Regions from separate parts of the Mus musculus genome. Here region 1 is linked to region 2. Evidence: chromatin contacts called from public promoter capture Hi-C data. All regions are on one chromosome and are shown on one strand. The core of a region is the stretch at or near the end of the contact, and the rest is flanking DNA. Distances in the headings are between cores, read along the strand shown.

Region 1 (5,281 bases), core at 1,876-4,375, 240 kb before region 2:
AAGCTTTGTGTCAGAGCAGCCTAGCCAACTGTGCAGTGCATTTATCAGTAATGTGAGAACTACAGGAATCACACTAGCAACTTCTAAACTGAGTCCCCATCTAGTGAATGGATCATATCAGAAGCTTGAAGATTAAGGGAAAAACCCTCAAAGATACATCCATTTCAAATGCAGTCATCAAATCTCTACCCTCAAGGCTCAGGGACCCATGTGGAAGAGGAGGGGGAACAATTGTATGGGTTAGCATCTGCTGAAAGGAAGTAAGGTTTACAAAGCAGTCCAAAATAAAAAAGGGTAGCCTAGGTGACCAAGTCACAAGTGGATTCAGTCACAACAATGACTCTCAGAAAGGAAGCAGACAGGAAGCTGAAGTGGAGGTGGCTGAGTTCAAGTCACAAGTCACAATACTGACACATCTTGTGGTCCCAATGCAAATCTGAGTCCAAGGGGGAAGGGAAGGGCTGGGCAAATGTGGACACAGTTCTAAGAGCACGCAGGCCTGGAGGTCCCAGAGACCATCACTGAGGAGGGTGATGATAAAAAGAGAATATTCCTCACTTTAGGGTCTTTCTTATTATCTTCAGAGGAAAAGTCGCCCTCCAATAGAAGGGTGGAGTTCTGGTTCAGAGCCTACCTGTAAGAGCTGGAATTAAAAATCTACATACTTAAGAGTTTATAGGAACTTCTTTTTCTATTTTTCATGTATAAAGGGATTTATTTTTAAGTTAAAATATATTAATTTAACCAAAATTATCAATACCATTTTAGTCAAAGATAAATTTACAAATGAAATTTTGAGGAAACTGATTTTTAAGCAGGGTAAAGTAAAAAGAAATGAATGACTAGATTAGAGAAGAAAAGCAGGATTCCGTCAATCTGGACTTGGGCAGCTCGCTGGGGATACCTGTAAAAGAAATTTTTCATTGGACATGTGGCGCACACTGTAATCCCAGCACTTGAGAGGTTGAAGCAGCACTGTGAGTTACAGGCCAGCCTGAGCCACACAGCTATACCGTTGGAAAACAAGCAACAAGAACAAAAAGGGGATGTGGAGGGATGGTTGAATCCAGTAGAGCAACAGACACAAAAACTAAAAACCAGACTGTCTGAGGTCAGCAGGCAGCAAGGCAAGGGAGGACACAGGGAGGCAATCTACCACTTTAAGGACCTTGACTACATAAGGGAGAAAGGGTGATAGATAACCCGAGGTTTTGTTGGAAAGTAAAAGAGGAAAAAAAAATTAAAATTAAAAAGTGTGTGTGTGTGTGTGTGTGTACATACATGGCAAGAAAACAACATAATGTCCTTCAGAGATGCTTGAACAGAAAACTGTGCGGCAACCAGGAAAGGTGGAGAAGGCATAGCACTTTCATCTGCCTCTAGCTGGAGAGTGACACCTGGTGCCCACAGATACAAAAGGGAGTTGACAAAGAAGATAACTCCACAAGGAAGAAGCCTGGGCCTTTCCTTGGTCAAAGTTGGGATGGGGGAGGAATGTGAGAAGAATGAGTCTATCCATGAGAAATGAACACTGCAGGCGTGTGCTTTCCAAAATGATGGATTGGCAACACTCCAGTGCTGCCCAGTTCCCTCCTCTTGTAACCAGTAGGCCTTGGAGAAAAGTCATTCCTTGGGATGGTCAGAGAAGTGGTAGAACAAAGGAGTAAGAACTGAAAGGGGCCAAGAAGAGCAGCTGAAGTTAACAGCCTGGAGTTCATGGTGGGAGGGGAAGGAGGGCAAAAAGCTGTTTAGCTTCTAGCTATAGCCAGAAGAGAGCTTGCATGTGTGGGCGAGAGAATGCACATGGGGGTTGGGGGGAGTATAATGTAAAGAAGGATTTGATCAAAGCACTAAAGTTTCAGAGGTGAACTAAATCACACACTGACAAAATTACTGACTCAATCAAATGAGGCATGAGGCAGTTCCCCCTAGTCCCCTGGGAGGCCAGGCATTTAAAGAAAAAATGGCTTTAGTATAGATATATACAAGGGCAACTGTGGTGATGGCCATAAAAAGAAGTTACATAACTCGGCAATTAAGAGAGACCTAAGTAAAACTGTGAAGGTAAGGTGTGAGGTGGCCTCTCTGACAAAGTGTCACTCTAAAAGATTAATGAGATTTGATCAAGGTCAAAAGCAGAGTTAGCATCTCGAAATGAGATAATGAATAAAGGCTGGAACTCAGTGAGAACTTTGTAACCAAAATTCAAGAGCTGATTATAGTATTGCTCGCTGTGTAAATCTTTCAGTCGTTCCAGAAACATCTAAAAGTTACAAAGCTAGGAAACCAGACTTGTGACTTGGGTTTTCTACGGCCACAACCAAGCTGGATTAGGGTCTGGAGAGTTATCTGTACATAAGTACGGTGTTGAAGCGAGAAGGGACAAGTTACACGGGTCCGGGGGCGGGGGGTGGGGGGGTATGCTCTTAAATTATATTTCACTGAAATGGCTCTCAAAAAGTTTAAGGATGCGTGACAACAGCAGGACCCAATTAATGCTCGTAAAAGACCAGTTTTGGATAACAGAGAAATAGCAGTGCAGTGCTAATAGGATGAAGTCAGGAGGAAAAAGACGAGAGGGCTCGGAAGAGAAGGACAGCGGTGAAGATGACACCGCGAAGGGTACCGGGTTACAGCACTTACAGCTCTGTCCCTCCCACTCAACTTTGCATCTTACGGAAGGCGCCGGGTATGCACCACCCTGACTCTCCCTCTCAAGGACACCATCATCGTCATCCAGACCCACCAGAGCCCTGTAGGCCCTGCACGCCGGGCCCCATTCACAAACCCAGAAGCAAATGCAAGGGGCTGGTCCGCGCCCCCACTGCCCCGTGCCCTCCGCTCAGGTGAGAGCCGGCGCCACACGTCACTTCCGGTTTCAGGTGCGCCTGCCGGAAGATATCCGGCCCACGGGCGAAGCCGCGGCTCGCTCGGACGGGCTCCGCCGCAGAAGGCTAGACGCCCACGGCGCGGGGCCACAGCCTCATGGAGAGCCCGAGGCGCAAGTACTCTCACCCGGCCTTCTGTCCGGCTGCCGAACACTCACCCAGAACCACGCGGCTGCCCAAACGAATTCTTCGTCGCTACCGCCGCGACGGAGCGTTGAGACAAACCTTAGCGCATGCGCCCTAGGCCTGTGCTAAGCACCGCCTCTGGGGGCGGGCAGGACCAACGGCGCCTGCGCCTTGCTGAGCCGTTTGTAAGCAAGGGTTTGCCACGTGCGTTGACCAAAGGGAGCCGCGCGTGGCCTTTGTCCTGGGCTAGGTTGGACTGTGTGGTCAGTCTGTAGCCATTTGAGCGGCTTGTATCATTCTTGACAAATGTTATCTAGTTTTATGAATTAAAAGATATTAATAAGTTATTTCTCCGTCACCACCGGTGAAATAAGCCAATTTAAACCAGATTATACTAAAGGCAGGTTTATTGGAAGGCGGTTGTCTGTCGAGTTCACTGGCCCCAAGGGTTGAAGTCGCCATTGTGGGGGTGGGGGTCGTGTATGCGTAGAGAGAGAAGGAGAGAGCAAAATGCCTGGATTTTTTTGGGAGGAACCTCTGAGGGAAGGGCAGCCCAGGCCCTGGGCTGGGAAGTTCAGGGTTATGGGGCAGGGTATGCCAGGTAGGGACTGAGACATGGTATGCCAGGTACGGACTGAAGGATGCTGGGAAAACCTGGAGGCTTTGATATGTAAAATACGCATCTCAGTCCCTTGTCCCTGGGTCTGAAACCAAACTTTCTTTCTTTTCTTTTTTTTTTTTTTTTAAATTTGGTTTTTCGAGACAGGGTTTCTCTGTATAGCCCTGGCTGTCCTGGAACTCACTTTGTAGACCAGGCTAGCCTCGAACTCAGAAATCATTTTTAGAGAAAGAAAAGGGAGTCTGCCAATGAGTGACTAGCTAAAGGTGCTCAAATCCTTTGCTTTGACATCCTCACCTCACCGCCTTAGTCATCTGGCACATCTTAAAACCGAAGAGGAAAACGTACCTTTATGACCGCTCACCAACACCACCCCAAGACCTGGGCAGAGCACCTGAGTGCATGTACAACATGCAGGTCTACAACAGATGGCTTAACTACATTAAGTCACTTAATACTTGTTAACTAATATTAACTATCTAAGCCAAGTAGTAACATTCTTTACCCAACCAAGAATCCTGGAGGTGGTCTCGCTTAGGTGAGAATTTACAAAGAAAAAGCCCAGTTTCCCAAGAGGTAGCTGAATTAAACTGGGAACTAATTAGCCCAGAAATGCCAAGAATAGAGAAGGTGGAATTGTCAGGGTCCTTGGCACGAAGTCCAGTGTAAAGGCACAAAACTTTGGGGGGCAGTAGTGAGAGGCTCCTCACTGCCATCCCCAGCAACCCGCCAGTTTATGAAGCAGAGTCAAAAGATTTCATTAAAGACATTTTAATCAGGGCTTAAGCTCAAAGGTTAAGGAAAGGAGGGGCTCTGCGAAGCAAGTGAAACACACATATATTCGTGCTTCTCAGAGAGCCACGACTGTCATAGCATTAGCCAAATAAATATTACATCTCAAGAGATTGCTAAGAATTCTCTGCACACACCACCCCTCCTATTATCCTTCTCCTAGTAAATCAGATTATAAGGTAACTCTGGAGATACCTTGGGTAGAAGTAAAACCAGGCTTGAGCTGACCAGGTGGCCACCAAACCTCAGGACCTGAATCCTGTCTTCAGGACCCACATGGTAGAAGGAGAGAACCAACTCCCACACCTTGTCCTCTGAACTCCAGGCATGAACATTATCTCTGTTCTCCTTCTCCTGGTCTACTCCTCAAGCTTATAAAGCTAAATTATAAAACCCCTGCCTGTGCCTAGAGGGATGGGATCATTTCCCCTGGCAGTGGTCTCCGAGCCCGCTCTTCCCCATCTCTGCTCTCGCCTATACCTGTGTCTTTACCCAGGTGCCCGTCAAGGACTTCGTTTCCTAACTGTACCGGGGTATTAACAACACAGTTGGAACCACTGCTGTGCTTGTGAAGTTTCTTACATAGGTCTGATGGAAGACCTAACTGTATCACCTAACAACCCTGCCCAACATGAAAACCCACAGCTGACCCAGGCATGGTGGCTCGTGCCTTTAGTGCCAGCTCTTGGGAAGCATAGGCAGGGAATCTTAGTCCAAGGCCAAGCTGCTCTACAGAGCAAGTTCCAAAATAGTCAGGGCTACACAGAGAAACCCTGGCTTGAAAAATCAAAAGAGGAGGAGGAAAGTAGTTTATGGTAAGAGGATGGCTCCTGTGCCCACCTGAGTACTACAGACA
Region 2 (5,930 bases), core at 1,664-4,163:
GCAGGCAGATTTCTGAGTTTGAGGCCAGCCTGGTCTACAGAGTGAGTTCCAAGACAGCCAGGGCTACACAGAGAAACCCTGTCTCGAAAAACCAAGAGAAAAAGAAAACAAAAAGAAAAAGAAAAAGAAAAAGGAAAAAAAAAGGAAAAAGAAAAAGAAAAGGAAAAGGAAAAAGAAAAAGAAAAAAGAAAAAAGAAAAAAAGAGAAAATAGTATTTTAAATAAAACCCCAAAACAAAATAGTAAGTTTCTGGAAGGGGCAGAGGACAGCAGCGTCAAGCACATGCTCCTTTAGCTTCAGCCACACACTACTAAAATCAGAAACACTCACTTTTCACTCCCATCTTCATGGCTTCGGGCCCAACGATAAGTTTCAGCATAGCCTGTGTATTCACTGTACTGTTCAGTACCTGAAACAAAACGTCTATTAACACCATTGACTTCAGACTCAAACCATTCTACCCAAGGTGATCAATAAGGTGAGAGTACCATTCTCTTTCTTTCTTACCCTCATCTTCTCAAGACAGGCTCTCTCTACATAGTCCTAGCTGTCTTGGAACTCACTACATAGACCAGGTGGAGACTGTCATGCTTACTACCTCTATTCAGAACTGTACCTGCAGAATGAGGTAGGACCACCCACTCACCACCCCCAATCCCTGCTGCCAAAATGCAAAAAGAGAAATAGAAGACAAAAAGAATGGGAAGGGATAAGCAGGGTTGGAGAAATAGCTCCATGGAATAGTATGAACAGAACCCTGGGCTTAAATCCAACACAAAATATCATAAAAGTAAAATAAAATAAGATATAAAACTGTCTTCTGGGTGTCATCATCCCAAAGAATTGCTGGGAGTGGGGCAAGGAAAAGAAAAACTCATAAATAAATAAGAGTTAAGTCAAAGATGTCTCTATATATTAACAGCAGACAATGAGGAAATGAAATACCAAACATCCATTAACACAGTGACAAAAACACCAATCACCTATGCAAACTGAGCAGCAGATGTAGAAGACTAAAAGAAACAAATAGAGAAACAGAGCATTCCTTTGAAGCAGAAAACTCTATATTATTACAAGGTTAATTCTTGATTATATAAAAATACAGACCTCATGAATAACTACATCATGAATAAGCATTTGAGACGGAGGACAAACACAAACATAAAACATAAAATGAGGACATCCCTAATCTCAGCACTTAGAAGGTCGAGGCTAGACCATCAGGAGTTCCAACTGGAGCATGAGAGACTCAAAAACAAACTCAAAACGAAAACAAACCTACTCATGAGACAGCTTCACTGTATGTATTTAGCCAAAGATTTCTTGAACTGGATAGAAAAAAAGCAGTGACCACAAGACTTATAAATGAAACAAAAACTATACTGGATCAAAATTCAAGTTACTGTCAATAAAACATTTTTAGGAAAAGCAGGCTTAGAGGAAAGATACTCACATGACAGGTATCTGACAAGGACTTATTCCAGAATATTGAAGAAGTCTCAAACACTAATCATAAAAACAAGCAGGTGCTAAGGGGGTTTAGAGATAGACTCCTTTCCAGCATGTATAAGGCCCCATGTTTAGACCCCAGCTAAGAAAAATAACACGAAATAAGTAAAACACAACTCAATTTACAAAAATGGGCAGAAATCATGAATGTATACCTCATATGGAAAGTACGAAGTTGGCAAACATCTTATGAAATAATGCTTAACATTATCAGTCATTAGCAATCACATTAAAACCAGAGTGAGATACCATAATAAATCTCAATGTATGGCTGAAACAGAAATGGCCACAAGAGAAGCCATGTGTTAATTCTTGTTGGAAAGCAGAGGCAGGTGAATTTTTGTGAGTTGCCGGCCAGCCAGAGTTACAAGATGAGACCTTGTCTCAAACCACAACAAAAACCCAAACAAACACAAGCAACCAAGCAAACAATGAAAAGGTTACACCAAGGGCTGATAAGGAAATAGGATAAGCAGAAATCTCGCACTACTGGTGAAACACATGGCACAATAATTTTGAAAAGTCTGGTATTTCTTATAAATTAAACATGAACAGTTTGAGCTGGAAATGTCACATGTAGGTTTTTACCGATAGAAAACAAAGATGTATACCAATAAGAATTGTACAGTAGGGGCAACAGTGATCAAGAGCATTGCCTGTTTTTCCAGAGGACTCAAAGTCAATTCCTAACCCTCACACAGCACCTCAAAACCCCAGTTCTAGGGGATCCGATGCCCTCTCCTGGCCACTGCAAGCTCAGGCATACAAGTGGCATACAGGCATAGATGTAGGCAAAGTACCCAAACACATGAAATAAAAATAACGTAAAGAATTGCTCAGAGGAATGTTCATAGCAGGCTTACTCACAAGAGCTACGCATCAGTCACAGGGAAACCAAAGAAACAGAAGCAATCAGATTCACTGCAAGGACTTGGCTCACACAACTCTGGGGCTAAATAAACAGCTTTAGCAAGCTGGCAGTGCCACTGTCCAGAAGAGGATTTCTTCTGGGAAGCTTCTCTCTTAACTGACTGAACTAGACCCTCACAGAACGAGGCAAATAACGTCCCTTCTTAAGTCTTAACTAAACTACTGTGGACTTTTAATCACATCTACAAATTATCTTTATAGGAACATATGAATTCAGTGTTTGATTACACAGAGGCTGTGGCTGAGCTGACACAAGCCCATAATAAACTTAAAATTAAGCCTGGCATAGTGTCTCATGAAGAAGCTGGGGATCACCACAAATTTGAGGCTACTTAGCCCACAGTGAGACTCTTTCTGAAAACAAATAGACACTCGAAGGTAAACAGTCCAAAAGTAAATGACCAGGACAATACAAACCCAGTGGGGCTTCCACAGAGCAGCAGATGCTACTCAGGATAAAGCCCAGAGCCAGGGAGCTCACACAGAGGGGTGTGGATCCTAGTTAGCACAAAGCACAAAGCCGCTACACACCCCAAACCCTCAGTAGGTGGACTCACTGATCTTTAGGAAATACATGATAAAATATTTAGGAGTAAAGGGGACTAATGTCTTTAATATACTCTTAAATATCGAGGAAAAGAAAATGGAGAGGAAAAGAGGTACGCTGGTAAATTTTTACAGATATGAAGCTGGGTGTGGTGACACACACCTGCAATGCTAACTCAGGAAGTTGAAACATAAGGATCCTGAATTCAAGGACAGCCTGAGTTACAAAGTAAGACCCTAAAATTCAATATGTTTTTCTTGTGATAACTCAGTAAGTTTGGAGTTTCTTCAAAATACATTATATGCATGCAAAAAGGCATATGAATGTAACATTATGAAAATTACTCTATTTTTAGTATATGATTTATAATTTCCCATAATAAAGGTTAAGTACTGCAGTTTCTAATGTATTGTTTAGCATACCACCTGTCAAAATAATTTTAAAGTAATTTATATCTTAGTTCCCATAAATTTACTTTGAATTTTTTTATGCTACAAACCAAGAAAACAAGTCTAATGTCCTTGACATTTCTTGTTCAGACCTGTAAGTATAGCTGGATGCTCTTGTATGTTCACATGCACAGAGCACACACAAAGCAAATGAAACAGAAAGCACCACACTAACTGAAGTTAAAATAGTAAGTTCAGAAGTACTCTACAGGGACACACAATGGACTCTTTAGACGCTCACACTCACAGCCAGGCAGCGGCTCTGAAGGCAGAGGCAAAGACACTGCTGGGAGTTTGCGAGCAGCCTTGATGACACATAAGACAATGTCTCAGAAAAGAAAGCCACATCTTCACAGATAGCACAGTGTGGTAAAAAGCACCAACTGACATTAGGAAACATGGGACCCACAGGTGAATCCTTACTGGTCATGTGACCCTGGCTAACCATCATCTGAAACTCAGGGTTATTAATAGTGCTCACTTTTTTTTTAATCCCATGAATCACTTAGAAAACTAAGTAAGACAAATGAAAACTCCTTCCAAACCATGTCAATGACCTTAACTTTGCAAAGCAGTAGAGCAAACAAATCGTCTACAGGAATGCCCCTGATGATGCTTTCTGTCTAGAAGTAGACAAGTCTCCCCTTTCCTGTTCATAACAGCAAAAGGCTGCCTACTATAACCTTGCAATTATGCAAACATATGTTTTGTCTTTTAAAAGCAAAATAGCTGAAAACTATAAAATAACAATTGTTAAGTTTCCACCTAAAATGAAACAGACTATTAGGCCAAATATCCTTCACTTAAGGAAAAATCCCGTCAAGAGTTCATGGCAGCTCTCTCCCCGCCGCATCTGGGTTCTAGGAAGATGGCGAAGGTCACTGAGCGTTACGATGTGACTTAGGAATAAATGTGAGATAAAATGAGAAAACGGCGAGAAGAAAACTCAAGAAACAGGAACAAATTATGGAGGTTGGAGAAGAATTAATTAGTGATTATGCTTCTAAGCTTGGGGTGACGATTGCAGTCCTAGACTAAGGTCGGGATGACTTGGCATTGTTTTGTCTTCAGGACTTAAGAAGACAATTCCCTGGCAGTCACAGAGTTAAACAATTAACAAGCATTCGATTTGAAGCTATGGAAAGATATGACGATGCTATACAACTGTATGATCGAATTTTGCAAGAAGATCCAACTAACACTGCTGCCAGAAAGCGTAAGATTGCCATTCAAAAAGCCCAGGGGAAAAACGTGGAGGCCACTGGAGAGCTGGATGAGTATCTGGAACAGTTTGCTGGAGACCAAGAAGCCCGGCATGAACCTGCAGAACTTTGTATCAATGAACATGACTATGCCAAAGTAGCCGTTTGCTTAGAGGAGCTGATGATGACAAATCCACATAACCACGTATACTGTCAACAGTATGTAGAAATCAAATACACCCAAGGTGGACTTGAAAACGTCGAGGTTTCAAGAAAGTATTTTGCACAGGCACTGAACCTAAACAATAGAAACATGAGAGCTCTGTTTGGCCTTTACATGTCTGCAAATCATACTGCTTCTAATCCAAAAGCAAGTGCAAAAATGAAAAAGGCAACATCAAATATGCTAGTTAGGTTGCTAATCAAAAACAGGGCTTATCAGTTTGCAGGCTGAAGTAAGAAGGAAACCAAATACTCTCTTAAGGCAGTTGAAGACGTGTTGGAGACACGACAGATCACTCAGTCTTAAGGTTTCAGGAACCCTTTGACATTAGATTTCCAAACTACACAGCTGAACTTCTAGGCCTGTGACTTAATTTACTAAATGCCTAGTGCTATTTGTATTCTAATTTTCTCTGAAGAGGTCATTATAAAGAATGTTTAACTAAACCTCAGCTTGCCTTGTACTGCTAGTAAGCAGGAAGATGGAGATAGTCCATGGAACAGAGATTTAAGACCTATTGATTGTATATTCATCCTTGTATATCACCCCCACACCTAATTAAATAAACTGTGGTTTATTGAGTTCATGGCAGTATTAGAGTATTATACTTAGTCAGAAGTGTTTCTACTTTCTCTTACTATTAACACAAGTTTATAGTGAATTGGGGAACATATTAGGAAACTAACAAATTCTACTTTTGTCAGTCAGTGGGCTGTACTCTGGGACAGGCAGTTTACACAAATGCCACCTATTCTACTCCATTTAGCATCCCTCACAGTTGTGACCATGGAATAGATGCAACACCACCCTTGCCCTCAGCCTTCAGTTAGTAAATATTTTGTAAAGATAACCGGCATAAAAACATTGATCTCTAAACACTCAAGAAAACTCCAATTGAACTCAGATCTCTCCAATAGTCTGGAGTCACTTAGCAATGGGTTGTTTCTGTAGCAGTGGTGGCCCTCACTTTCTATCTCACAAAGATGGCATAGAATGGTTTACTTCTGATTATTCTATTCTGCTGACCAACGATATCCAGTTGAGCAGACAGTCATGATGATCTGCCTCAC

The links. Promoter capture Hi-C pulls out the DNA fragments that hold promoters and counts their contacts.
Region 1: a contact with region 2 is called in a promoter capture Hi-C map of embryonic stem cells, with 2.3 times the contacts expected there. The contact joins the promoter of Ercc6 here to the enhancer-like site in region 2. A contact is called at or near these places in 5 of 39 promoter capture datasets (the 3T3-L1 cell line, embryonic stem cells, hippocampal neurons and 2 more), 1 of 115 datasets of contacts at active chromatin or transcription factors (embryonic basal ganglia) and 3 of 9 other capture datasets (adipose tissue, liver and pancreatic islet).

Annotation. Positions count from the first base shown.
Region 1 is chr14:32,511,365-32,516,645 of GRCm38.p6, reverse strand. It overlaps Ercc6 (excision repair cross-complementing rodent repair deficiency, complementation group 6), which reads right to left and starts at 3,125. Exons shown (of 21, transcript NM_001081221.2): 1 at 3,047-3,125.
Region 2 is chr14:32,266,109-32,272,038 of GRCm38.p6, reverse strand. Parg (poly (ADP-ribose) glycohydrolase) reads right to left here. Exons shown (of 18, transcript NM_011960.3): 14 at 331-409. It also overlaps the pseudogene Gm7707. Among named protein-coding and RNA genes, the nearest start is that of Ogdhl, 53 kb to the left of the region's middle. Within about 2 kb of position 2,913, at least 6 of the 459 cell types and tissues checked have an H3K27ac peak or open chromatin away from gene starts, as enhancers often do. A contact at or near this core is called in embryonic stem cells, where this site is marked.